Regions from separate parts of the Rattus norvegicus genome. Here region 2 is linked to region 1. Evidence: chromatin contacts called from public Hi-C data. All regions are on one chromosome and are shown on one strand. The core of a region is the stretch at or near the end of the contact, and the rest is flanking DNA. Distances in the headings are between cores, read along the strand shown. Region 1 overlaps Rbms2 (RNA binding motif, single stranded interacting protein 2). Region 2 holds the start of Gls2 (glutaminase 2).

Evidence for each region. Hi-C and Micro-C count contacts between places; a contact is called where the count stands out from the background.
Region 2: a Hi-C map of Schwann cells shows a contact between it and region 1, with 5 times the contacts expected there. The contact joins the promoter of Gls2 here to the enhancer-like site in region 1. A contact is called at or near these places in 11 of 12 Hi-C or Micro-C datasets (the A7r5 cell line, the Rat2 cell line, Schwann cells and 6 more) and 1 of 1 datasets of contacts at active chromatin or transcription factors (oligodendrocytes).

The regions. Positions count from the first base shown.
Region 1 is chr7:1,162,722-1,167,947 of GRCr8, reverse strand. Rbms2 (RNA binding motif, single stranded interacting protein 2) reads left to right here. Exons shown (of 12, transcript NM_001025403.1): 2 at 1,783-1,943. Among named protein-coding and RNA genes, the nearest start is that of Rbms2, 19 kb to the left of the region's middle. Within about 2 kb of position 3,542, at least 37 of the 93 cell types and tissues checked have an H3K27ac peak or open chromatin away from gene starts, as enhancers often do. A contact at or near this core is called in Schwann cells and kidney, where this site is marked.
Region 2 is chr7:1,199,492-1,204,299 of GRCr8, reverse strand. It overlaps Gls2 (glutaminase 2), which reads right to left and starts at 2,421. Exons shown (of 18, transcript NM_001270786.1): 1 at 2,004-2,421. The coding sequence starts at 2,185. It also overlaps a transcript of Rbms2 not described here.

The DNA of each region.
Region 1 (5,226 bases), core at 2,293-4,792:
CCTAGAGGGTCTCATGAGCAATTAGTGGAGAATCCGTTACTGCACAGAGAATGTGGACCTTCCCTTATTTGGAAGTATTCTGACCGGAACTCAGGCAAAAGTACTCATTTATGTTGCACAACCTAGAGGCCACTAGCTTCAGGACACATCATGTGGATCAGTTATATGCAGGCTGAATTGGTGAGACTAGGTTTTAGGAATGTGATAAAGATATATATATATATGTCTCCTGTAAGTCGATTTCTCTCATCTTCACAAATACCTATGTCTACTGTGCACCAGGAACTATGATTCCACATGTGGAAAGGCTTTTCTCGTGCCCTGGGGCTAATGAGAAGTTAAGGGCCCCAGGTCAATAATGGATTTGGTGGCAGATGAGTGGCTACCAGAGCTTTGAGCTGTAGCTGGATGTCGTTGCCAGCATCCCACCTGGGTTGGTTGGTTTGTTTGAGCGGGGCACATCTCTCACTGAACCTGGGCCTGGATTTGGCTAGGCTGACTGGCCAGTGAGCTTACCTGTCTCCTAGTCTTCCTAGTGCTGGAATTGCAGATGTGTGTCACCTGGCTTTCTCCATGGCTGCTCTACTAAGGGTCTGAACTCAGTTCCACATGCTTCTATGACAGGCCCTTTATAACTGAGCCGTCTGCATAGCCTCAACATTTCTTGTTACTACCCAAGTTTGCAGCGTTCAACTTCCTACAGTATTGTGTGGGACTCTTTCGTGTTACCGCTTGAATTTTTTTTTTTTTTTAAGATTTATTCATTTAGGGGTTGGGGATTTAGCTCAGTGGTAGAGCGCTTCGGTCCCCAGCTCCGAAAAAAAGAAAAAAGAAAAAGAAGAGAAAAAAAAAGATTTATTCATTTATTATATATAAGTACACTGTAGCTGTCTTCAGATACACCAGAAGAGGGCACTGGATCTCCTTACAGATGGTTGTGAGCCACCATATGGTTGCTGGGAATTGAACTCAGGACCTCTAGAAGAGTAGTCGGGTGCTCTTAACCGCTGAGCCATCTCTCCAGCCCTTGAATATTTTTTGTGTTTAAATTATTTCTATCCTTTATGATCTCATAAGTTCTGGACTTGAGAGGCAGACCTTAAATTAACCACGTTCTGCAACCTGCTTATGCTTACAAACATCCTACCCTGATACAGTACACTCTTCTCCCAAGCAGGTTTATTCTATTCTTATTACTCCTGGCTGGTAGGTAAGATAGCTATCGCTATCTAGTCTATTCTTTTATAGTAGAAGACTTCTTATGGTTTTTATAGTTATTTTAATTTTTTTTTTTCAAAACAGGTACAGGGTTTCTTTGTGTATGCCTGGCTGTCCTGGAATTCTCTCTGTAGGTCAGGCTGGCTTCAAACCCACAGAGATCCAATTCCTTCTGCCTTACAAGTACTAGGATTAGAGGTGGTATTAAAAGAACCACCACTGCCTGTCTAAATAATTAGTATAGTATATTTTATATATTTATTGTGCGCATTTGTGCACACAAGTGTGTGCTCATGTGCGTGTCAGGGGGCATGCACAGTGCACATGTGGAGGTCAGAGGACAACTCCTAGGAGTCTGTTCTTTACTCCAGTATGCATCAAACTCTGCTGATGACATTCGGTGGTATGCACTTGACGTGCTGAGCCAGCAAGATGGCCTACCTTACACTTCTGTTTAACTGTTTTGTTCCCCTTGCTGTGTTTTGGTCTGTTTCCAGCCTTCCTCAGTCTGCAGCATGTAAACGCACTATCTTTCTGACCTTGTACCTTCATGTCTCCTTGCAGCTGTATGTGGCTCAGCAAATGGCACCTCCGAGTCCAAGGAACGGCACCCCTAACAGCAGCAGCGGGAGCGGTGGGAACGACCAGCTGAGCAAAACCAACCTGTATATCCGAGGACTGCAGCCAAGCACTACTGACCAGGACCTGGTCAAGCTCTGTCAGCCGTAAGTAGCAAATCCTAGTACAGAGGCTTGCAGGGTGGCACAGAGCCCAGTCACTGGCTTCTTGCCACATACTCTTAGCATGACTTGCAGTACCATGCTTCTGCCCCGAGGTCTCGGCGCATCCCGGGACGCCCACGTGCGGGGCTTTGGGTTTGTTTTTTCCGCTTTGTTGTGTTGAGACAGTGTCTCGTGGATCCTAGGCTGGTCTCAAACGAGATCAACATAAGGAAGAAAGGATGTCTTTGGGCTCAGACTGTGACCTTCAGTCCATTATGCTAGGGAGTTCAGGTGAAGGAGCTTGAGGCAGATGTCACATCACACCCACGACCAGGAAGAAAGGAAAATGGCTGCTTGCGGCTAGTCAGCTCCCTTTCTGCATTTATGTCATCCTGGATCCCACAGTGGTTAAGGCCCTCACAGCATGCTAGGTGCCTATCTCCCAGGTGACCTCAGACTCTGTCAAGTTGACAATTAACATGGACCCACAGAAATATTCACTTAATCTCCATGGGATGAATGCTTTTTTTTTTTTTTTTTTTTTGGTTCTTTTTTTTGGAGCTGGGGACTGAACCCAGGGCCTTGCGCTTCCTAGGCAAGCGCTCTACCACTGAGCTAAATCCCCAGCCCCGTATTTTTTTTTTTTTTAAACAGGGTATCATGTAGTCCAGGTTGGACTAGAACTCTTTATCTTCCTGTGTCTACCTCTGGGGTTAAAGGCATTTTCCACCATGCCTGGCTATATAATATTTTATTCATTTTAATTTGTATCCATTTTATTTACCTGCATGTTTATGTGCTTGTGTGAGTTTATGTGTATCTGAAACCAGCAGGCATCTGATGCTCTGGAACTGGAGTTACAAGCAGGTGCAAACCACTAAATGTGGATGCTGGGAATTGAATCCGAGTCCTGTGGAAGAGCAGCCAGTGAGTGCTCCTGACTGCTGAGCCATCTCTCCAGCCCCATACTATCTTTCTTGTTTATTTGTAGAGTCGTCTAGTTTGTTGTTGAAAGTATTGGGATTGTTACCAGTTTATGGCCACTAGTAATGCAAGCAGTATGCTGGAAACTTACCTCCTGGTGTGTGTGCCTGCCTCTGTGTGTGTGCATGTGCATGTGTGTGTGCCTGTGTGTGCGTTCGTGCCTGTGTAAAAATAAATCAAACAAGCGGAGCTATGGTTGTGCACAACTTCAATCCCAGCACTTGGGAGGCAGAGAAGACAGGTAGATTTCTGAGTTCCAGGCCAGCCTGGTTTACAGATCGATTTCCCGAGCAGCTAGGACTACACAGGAAATCCTATCTCAGAAATGAAATGAAATAAAAAAAGGAAGAAACAAATCAGTTAAATAAAAATGTAGGAATAAGTGCAGGAAGAAGGGAGATGAGTTGGGTGGATCCTGAGGGCGGGGAGGAGGGCCCCGCCTCTCTAAGAAGGGCGGGTTTCTCCTGCTCAGAAAGACTTCCTGCCTGTGTCCCAGGGATCTCTTCCCGGGTTGCTGGATCCCAAACTCTGGTGGGCCGGAAGGAGAGGTGTGGCCTGGGACTGGAACTTCTGGTTCTCTTGAAGGGCTCCTTCTGTGGAGCAGGAAGCAGCTCTGAGCCAGCTGTTACCAGCTGCAGTGGAAACTCTAGCTCAAAGTTTTAGGCCGCTGGGCCACAGCAGGCTCCACCCTGGGGCCTTGATGGGGATAGCAGCTTGAGTGTCCTCTGGCCAACAGTCACTAATTATGATTCTTTGCCTAAAAAAATCCAAGGACCACTGGTCCCCACCTCCTTGTAATATGCTCTTTCCTCGACCTCCAGGGCACCCCCAGCTTATTTTGCCTAATCTTTGGGTCCCAGAAGCTCCACTGAAAAAGGACAGGAGTGAGGTGGAAGCCAGGGGTTAAAAACAAACTAATCAATCATCCATGTTTTTTAGGATAAGAGGATAGATTTTTTTTTTTTTAAATGCTTGTTTGGAGAGTTAATCTCACATTTAGTTTCTGCCAACAGTTTCTCTTCAGCCCTTGAATTTCTGACTTTGTTCAGGGTTACTGCTCTGTCTCTGACATTTTCACACTCCTAGAATACAATGTAGCTGGTTTTTCCTACTAGGATGCTTCTGATGTAACCCAAGATCTGCACTCCTTCACCACTAGAGCTCCGCCAGCTGTGCAGGCCCCTGCTGCCAACAGGGTTTTCCAAAAAGCTGGAAAACACAAACCTCATAAAGTACAGAGTGAAAACACATCACAGACTAATTTAACTCATTCATAAAGGCAACAAGATGGAAAAACCAGGTCAAAGAGCACGAGGAGTTATTAGTTAGCACTGAAATGTTGGTGAGGTTTGGACACAGGAGGTCACAGGACTTGTCTGAGATCAGTTGTACTAGAAAGTAGCAGAGTTAGGATTTGAGACAAAGACATCAGGATCAGGCTGGCCTCCAGGTAAGGGATCAGTAGAATGTTGGGAGTAGGGAATCAGAGGAGGCACGTTTATTATTTTTAAAATGCTCATTTTTAAAATTGTATTATTTATTGTGTGGATGTTTTGCCTGCATGTATGTCTATGCACCATGTGCATGCATGGTGCCCGCAGACAGTTAGGAGCCACCAGGTCCTAGTGTTCTTACTTGCTTAGTCTCTAAATCTCTTTAGATTTATTTTTATTTTTATTTTTTTTTCAGAGCTGGGGACCGAACCCAGGGCCTTGCGCATGCTAGGCAAGCGCTCTACTGCTGAGCTAAATCCCCAACCCCCTATTTTTATTATTTTTAATAGAATGAATGATGTTTGTCTAAAAGAAAAGTAGAATCAAGAATTATTTCTGCTAGGTGGACGGTAGTGGTGCACGCCTTTGATCCCAGCACTCCGGAGGCAGAGGCAGGTGAATCTTTGGGAGTTTGAGGCTAGCCTGGTCTACAAAGTGAGTTTTAGGGCAGCCAGAGATCCACACAGGAACCCTGTCTTGACAAACTGAAGGAAAAAGAGAAGAGAAGAGAAGAAAGGGAAAAGGAAAGAATTATTTCTTTGTTCCTCTAGGAACTTCACTGGAGCCCCGCCTTTAGGCACGTGCTTTATGTGGGTGTGGCCAAGCTGCTGTCCCCAAGAGTGTCTTTGGGGACAGATGTGTGGTACTGTGAGAGCTGTGGTCACTCTTGTGGTGCCTTGTGGGGTTAGGGTTATAATAAGGACACTGTGACAGCTGACCTTATTGATGAAGTTAGACTGAAAGTGCTGTAGCGACTTTTCCCTTTGTGAGGGCCACACCCTGTCAAACAACAATTTTAGTGAAGAAGG
Region 2 (4,808 bases), core at 1,172-3,671, 37 kb before region 1:
CCATATATATTTAAAAAAGTTAATACATCAAGTGTGGTGGTGATGGCACACACTCTTAATCTCAGCACTGGGAAGTTCTGGCAGTGGCAGGAGGATATTTGTCAGTGTGAGGACAGTTTACTGAGTAAGTTCCAGGACCTCCAGGGTTACCCAGAAAAACCTTGTCTCTCTAGTACTCATCATAGTATTCTTTTTAGAAACAGAATGAAACAAAGCTAAGTGTTTTATTTTTAAGTGTTTCCTCAGGTTTATGTGTATGAATGCCATATGAGTGAGTGCCTGGGATTTACAGATGGTTGTGAGCCATCACGTGAATGCTAGAAATCAAACCCAGGTCCTCTGCCAGAGTAACAAGTGCTCTGAATGTCCAGGTCTCAAGCCTTACACTAGATATTTTTAAATAATCAGAATTACAATGTATCTCTTCTTTGCCAACCTCCTTTACCCTGGAAACACAGAAACCTCTCTCCTTCTGTTAATCCCTCTCCCCAGGGAGCCAAGGTTCAAGACCTTCACCAGTAAGTTTTCTGGAATACAAGCAGCCTCAAAAAACTAGGTTTTCTAAAAATATTCTGTCACAGCCAGGTAGTAGTGCTGTATGCCTTTAAACCCAGCAGTTGGGAGGCAGAGACAGGTGGACCTCTGAGTTAGAGGCCAGCTTGGGCTACAGGACAGCCCGAGCTACAGTCTCTCTTGAAAAAACAAACAAACAAACAAACAAACAACAAATTCTGTCACCTACTGCAGTGAATTCTGATGTGTAAAGGGGACTCAGGGATGCCTCTGGCTCCCCACCCCAAAACTGTACAAGGGGACTAAATGCTATTTGCTTATCCCACCATGTCTAGTTGGATGTCTGAGGATAACAAGATTTCATGCTCAGAAACACTTGAACCATGGGGGTAGGGAGAAAGCAGTCACCAAGCATTCCTGGGCAATGTGTGTGTTGGGGTTAAGGGGATCGACTTCCTGGGTTGAAAATGGGCCCAAAGGGGGAAAAACTCTTTAGTTCAGGGAGACTGAGCAACAGAATAGCTCTGACTGGTTTAGAAACTGTCTCATGGGGCTGGAGAGATGGCTCAGTGGTTAAGAGCACTGGCTCCGGGGCTGGGGATTTAGCTCAGTGGTAGAGCGCTTACCTAGGAAGCGCAAGGCCCTGGGTTCGGTCCCCAGCTCCGAAAAAAAGAACCAAAAAAAAAAAAAAAAAAAAAAAAGCACTGGCTCCTCTTCCAGAGGCCTTGAGTTCAATTCCCCTGCCACCACCACATGATGGCTCACAACCATCTCTAATGGGATCTGATTCCCTTTTCTGGCATGCAGGTGTACATGCAGACAGAGCACTCATATGCATAAAAATAAATCCAACTTAAAAAAATTGCCTCATGATTTTTTCATTTATGAATAATAAACATATCCCAGGACCAAGTTGGAAAGTTGATCTCGGTGTTTCACCTGCACGTAAGATATTCCACGGTTAAGCTCTGCTACAAAAACACTCTGGACACATACGCACATACGCGCGCATCAGCGATGACGCACACCACACATTACCCACTGACGACACGCAAAAACAAGAAACACCGCCCAAGCGCACTTGGACCTGGGGCAGGACGCTGTTCCATATCCGCAATATTCCCTAAAATACCAGGACCAGAGAAGAGAGGCTGGGGATGGGCAGGTGTGCACTCGTCCTTGCAAACAGACACGTGCACCAAGCAACACTCCGCGCCCATCTGCGTCCCCAAATAAGTACGCACCTTGGACAGGCATCATCTCGAAGACCGACCTGCCCAAACGCCCTCCCGGGCGGACAGCACCTGACCGCCCGAGCGCGGCGGACCCAAAGCCCCACATCTAAAGGAAAAGGCATCGCAGGGCTAGTAAGCGCGGAGAGGAGATGAGATGCGCTCGCTCTCTGGGAAAGGGGACTCCCAGAGAGCTAGCGAGAACGACAGTGGGAGTGGGAGCCAGTCTGTCCCCTGCCCCTGTCCCGCGAGCCTTACTGGTCCGAGTGCTGCGGCTGGTGGCTGTGCGGCGTCCCCCTGCCCTGCGCCGCGGCCTCACCGAAGTAGTACCGGACACCCCCGCCCAGGAGCGGGCCCCGGCTCGGGTGACCCCAGCCTCCCCTCTGGCCGTGGCTGCCCGCGCGGCTCAGCGCGTTCTGCAGAGCCCTCATGGAGCGCATGCCCCCAGCGCGCCGCCCGCTCGGCCCGGGAGCTGCAGACGTGCGAGCGGCGGCGAGGAGGGAGGGGCGGAAGAGTGGCGGCCGAGACTAGGAGCCCCGGGAACAGTCCCCCGGCCAGCGGAACCCGCAGTGGGGAGGGCCGGCCGGGTGGGAGGGGTTGGAGTCCGGGGAGGGGCCAGTCCGGGGCGACTTCGACCCCGCAGGTGCACTCATAGCCCCTTCACAGCCTCTAACACGGAGGCTCCGGGGTTCGAAGGAGGCAAGGATAGGGGCGGCTGGGCGGGGAGTGGGCGTGGTCAGGAATCAAATGGACAGGGACCGCGTCCAATCACTGAGGAGGAGGAACGCCGGGAGGCGGGAAAAGGCGCGGGAGGCTGGGACAGTCAGGACACCCGCGCGTCAGCTCTGTGGCTGGGACAGAATCAGCCTGTGCGCAGTCTGAGTTCGTGGAAACGCGTCAGGGCTGGGGACGATGCGCTCTGGTGCAGATGAAAATGCTACTCGGGAGAGAAAGATGAGAGCGAGCGGGATGCTGGAGCCAGGTAATGACCTTCGAGGTTCGAAGGCCCGGCGTGGCCGGTGCGCACTTCCAGGCTTCCCAAACAGTTACAGACGCGCGCTGGCGGTGAGTGGACATCCGGAAACAGCTCGCCGCACTTTAAAGCTGGGCGTCACGCAGCCCAGATTCTTATAGGTCATTTGGTGGCTGCGGTGGACTTAGAGTCTCTTCCTAAAGTTCTCTCTCTAAAGTTCACGCATTGAAATAAGATGGTGAACTCGAAACCTTTTTTTAAATTGTCGTTTCAGAGACAGGGTTTTGGGATTATAGCCCTTGCTGCCGTAGCAGTTTGTAGCCCGTGTTGACCTCGGGCCTTCTCAAATGCTGGGATTACAGGTGTGTGCAACACACACCACACACGCGCGCACACGCGCACACATACACATACGACAAAAAAAAGCAAAGAAACACAAAACATGTAAGTGCTCCCCCAATATGTATGTGTGTGTGTGTATGTATGTATGTATGTATGTATGTATGTATGTATGTATGTGTGTATGTATGTATGAAGACCGGGCTCCCGTATCTACTGGAACTCACTAGGTAGACCAGCCTGACCTCAAGCTCACAGATCCGCCTACTCCAGGCTCCAGAGAGCTGGGATTAAAGTTGTGTGCCGAGGCTGGAGAGATGGCTCAGTGGTTAAGAGTACTGACTGCTCTTCCAGAGGTCCTGAGTCTGAAGACAGCTACAGCGTACTCATAAACATAAAATAAAGAAACAATTCTAAAGTTGAGTGCCACCCGATCCTGGTCTGTGGTCTGTTTTGATCACTCATCCCAATCGTTCTCCTGGGCGGACAAAATGCACAAAAATTAGGAGAATTAAAGGTGTGGTTGTCATCACTCCTGCAGTCTAAGCACCAGGGATCTGGAGACAGGCCGGTCAGTAGTTCAAGGTCATCTGCAAGAGTCCAAGGCCAGAGAGACCAGCGTGGGTGGCAAGAGCTTTCACTCACATGACCCCTCGCAGCACCTTGGCTTAGTAGGAATTTTATTGAGTGTGTGTGATCCGCTAACCAGTTAGTTTATCTCTCTAGCAGTGGCCTATGAAGCGGTTTTACTAGGTTTGTTCTGAAAAAAGGAAACCAAATAGGAACCCAGAAGCCTTGTTGGGTAAAGGTGCTTGTTCCCAAGCCTGACGACTACTCAGAAGATGGCTCTCATGACCCCCACCCCCCAGATAAATAAATGGTTCTTTAAACTTCTATTTAAAAGAAAGTTAAGATTACTTGGGTAAGATAACCCAGAACTAGAAATTAGACAGAAATCTCCGATGACAAGCTTTGCCTCCACGCAGCCTCTTCCAAAATTGACAACTAAATTAGGTGTTCTCTGAGAGAGTACTGCGAACTGTCTCCTGAGGTGCCCAGGCTACCTTACAAGACATTTCATTTAACTTTTGAATTTAAATGACCAAGATACTGGCCAGGAGTGGTGGCCATACACTCCTTGTAGATCCCAACCTCTGAGAAGCTCAGGCAGCAGGATAGGTGTGCAAGCTCAGTGAGAGTGAGGCTATGCAAGGAGACCTTGCCACAAACAAAATGTAACCATGGGAAAGTAAACATCGAAACCTCGCTTCTGTGTATACATAGAACCACTTTGGAGGGTGTGTTTAGTTTGAAACCAGGTGAACCTTCTGTTTGTTTTTCCTTCTGTCCCCTCTATGGCTTATCTGCTCTCTTATCCAAAGAACTTCCTCTAATTCACAGACTGCAGTTTGCTGCCTGGCTCACTCCTGGCTTTTCAGATAGGGTGTCTCCTGGAGTGCCCTTTTACTTGCTATCCAAGGATACCCTTGAACCTCTGACCCTTCTGCTTCTACTTCAAGTGCAGGGATTATAGACCTAAATTGCCTTCCCCAGCTTCATTCCAGGTGAGGGACTGAACCAAAGGAGTCTTGCATGCTCGGTAAGCACTATTCCAGCTCTGCATTCCCATCCATGTTTTTGGTTTATGAGATGGGGACTAGTTATATATATTGCTGGGCTCAAATTGGCTGCCTTCTGCCTCTGTGTCCTGAGTGGCTGAGATCACACACATCTGGGACACCATGCCTGAT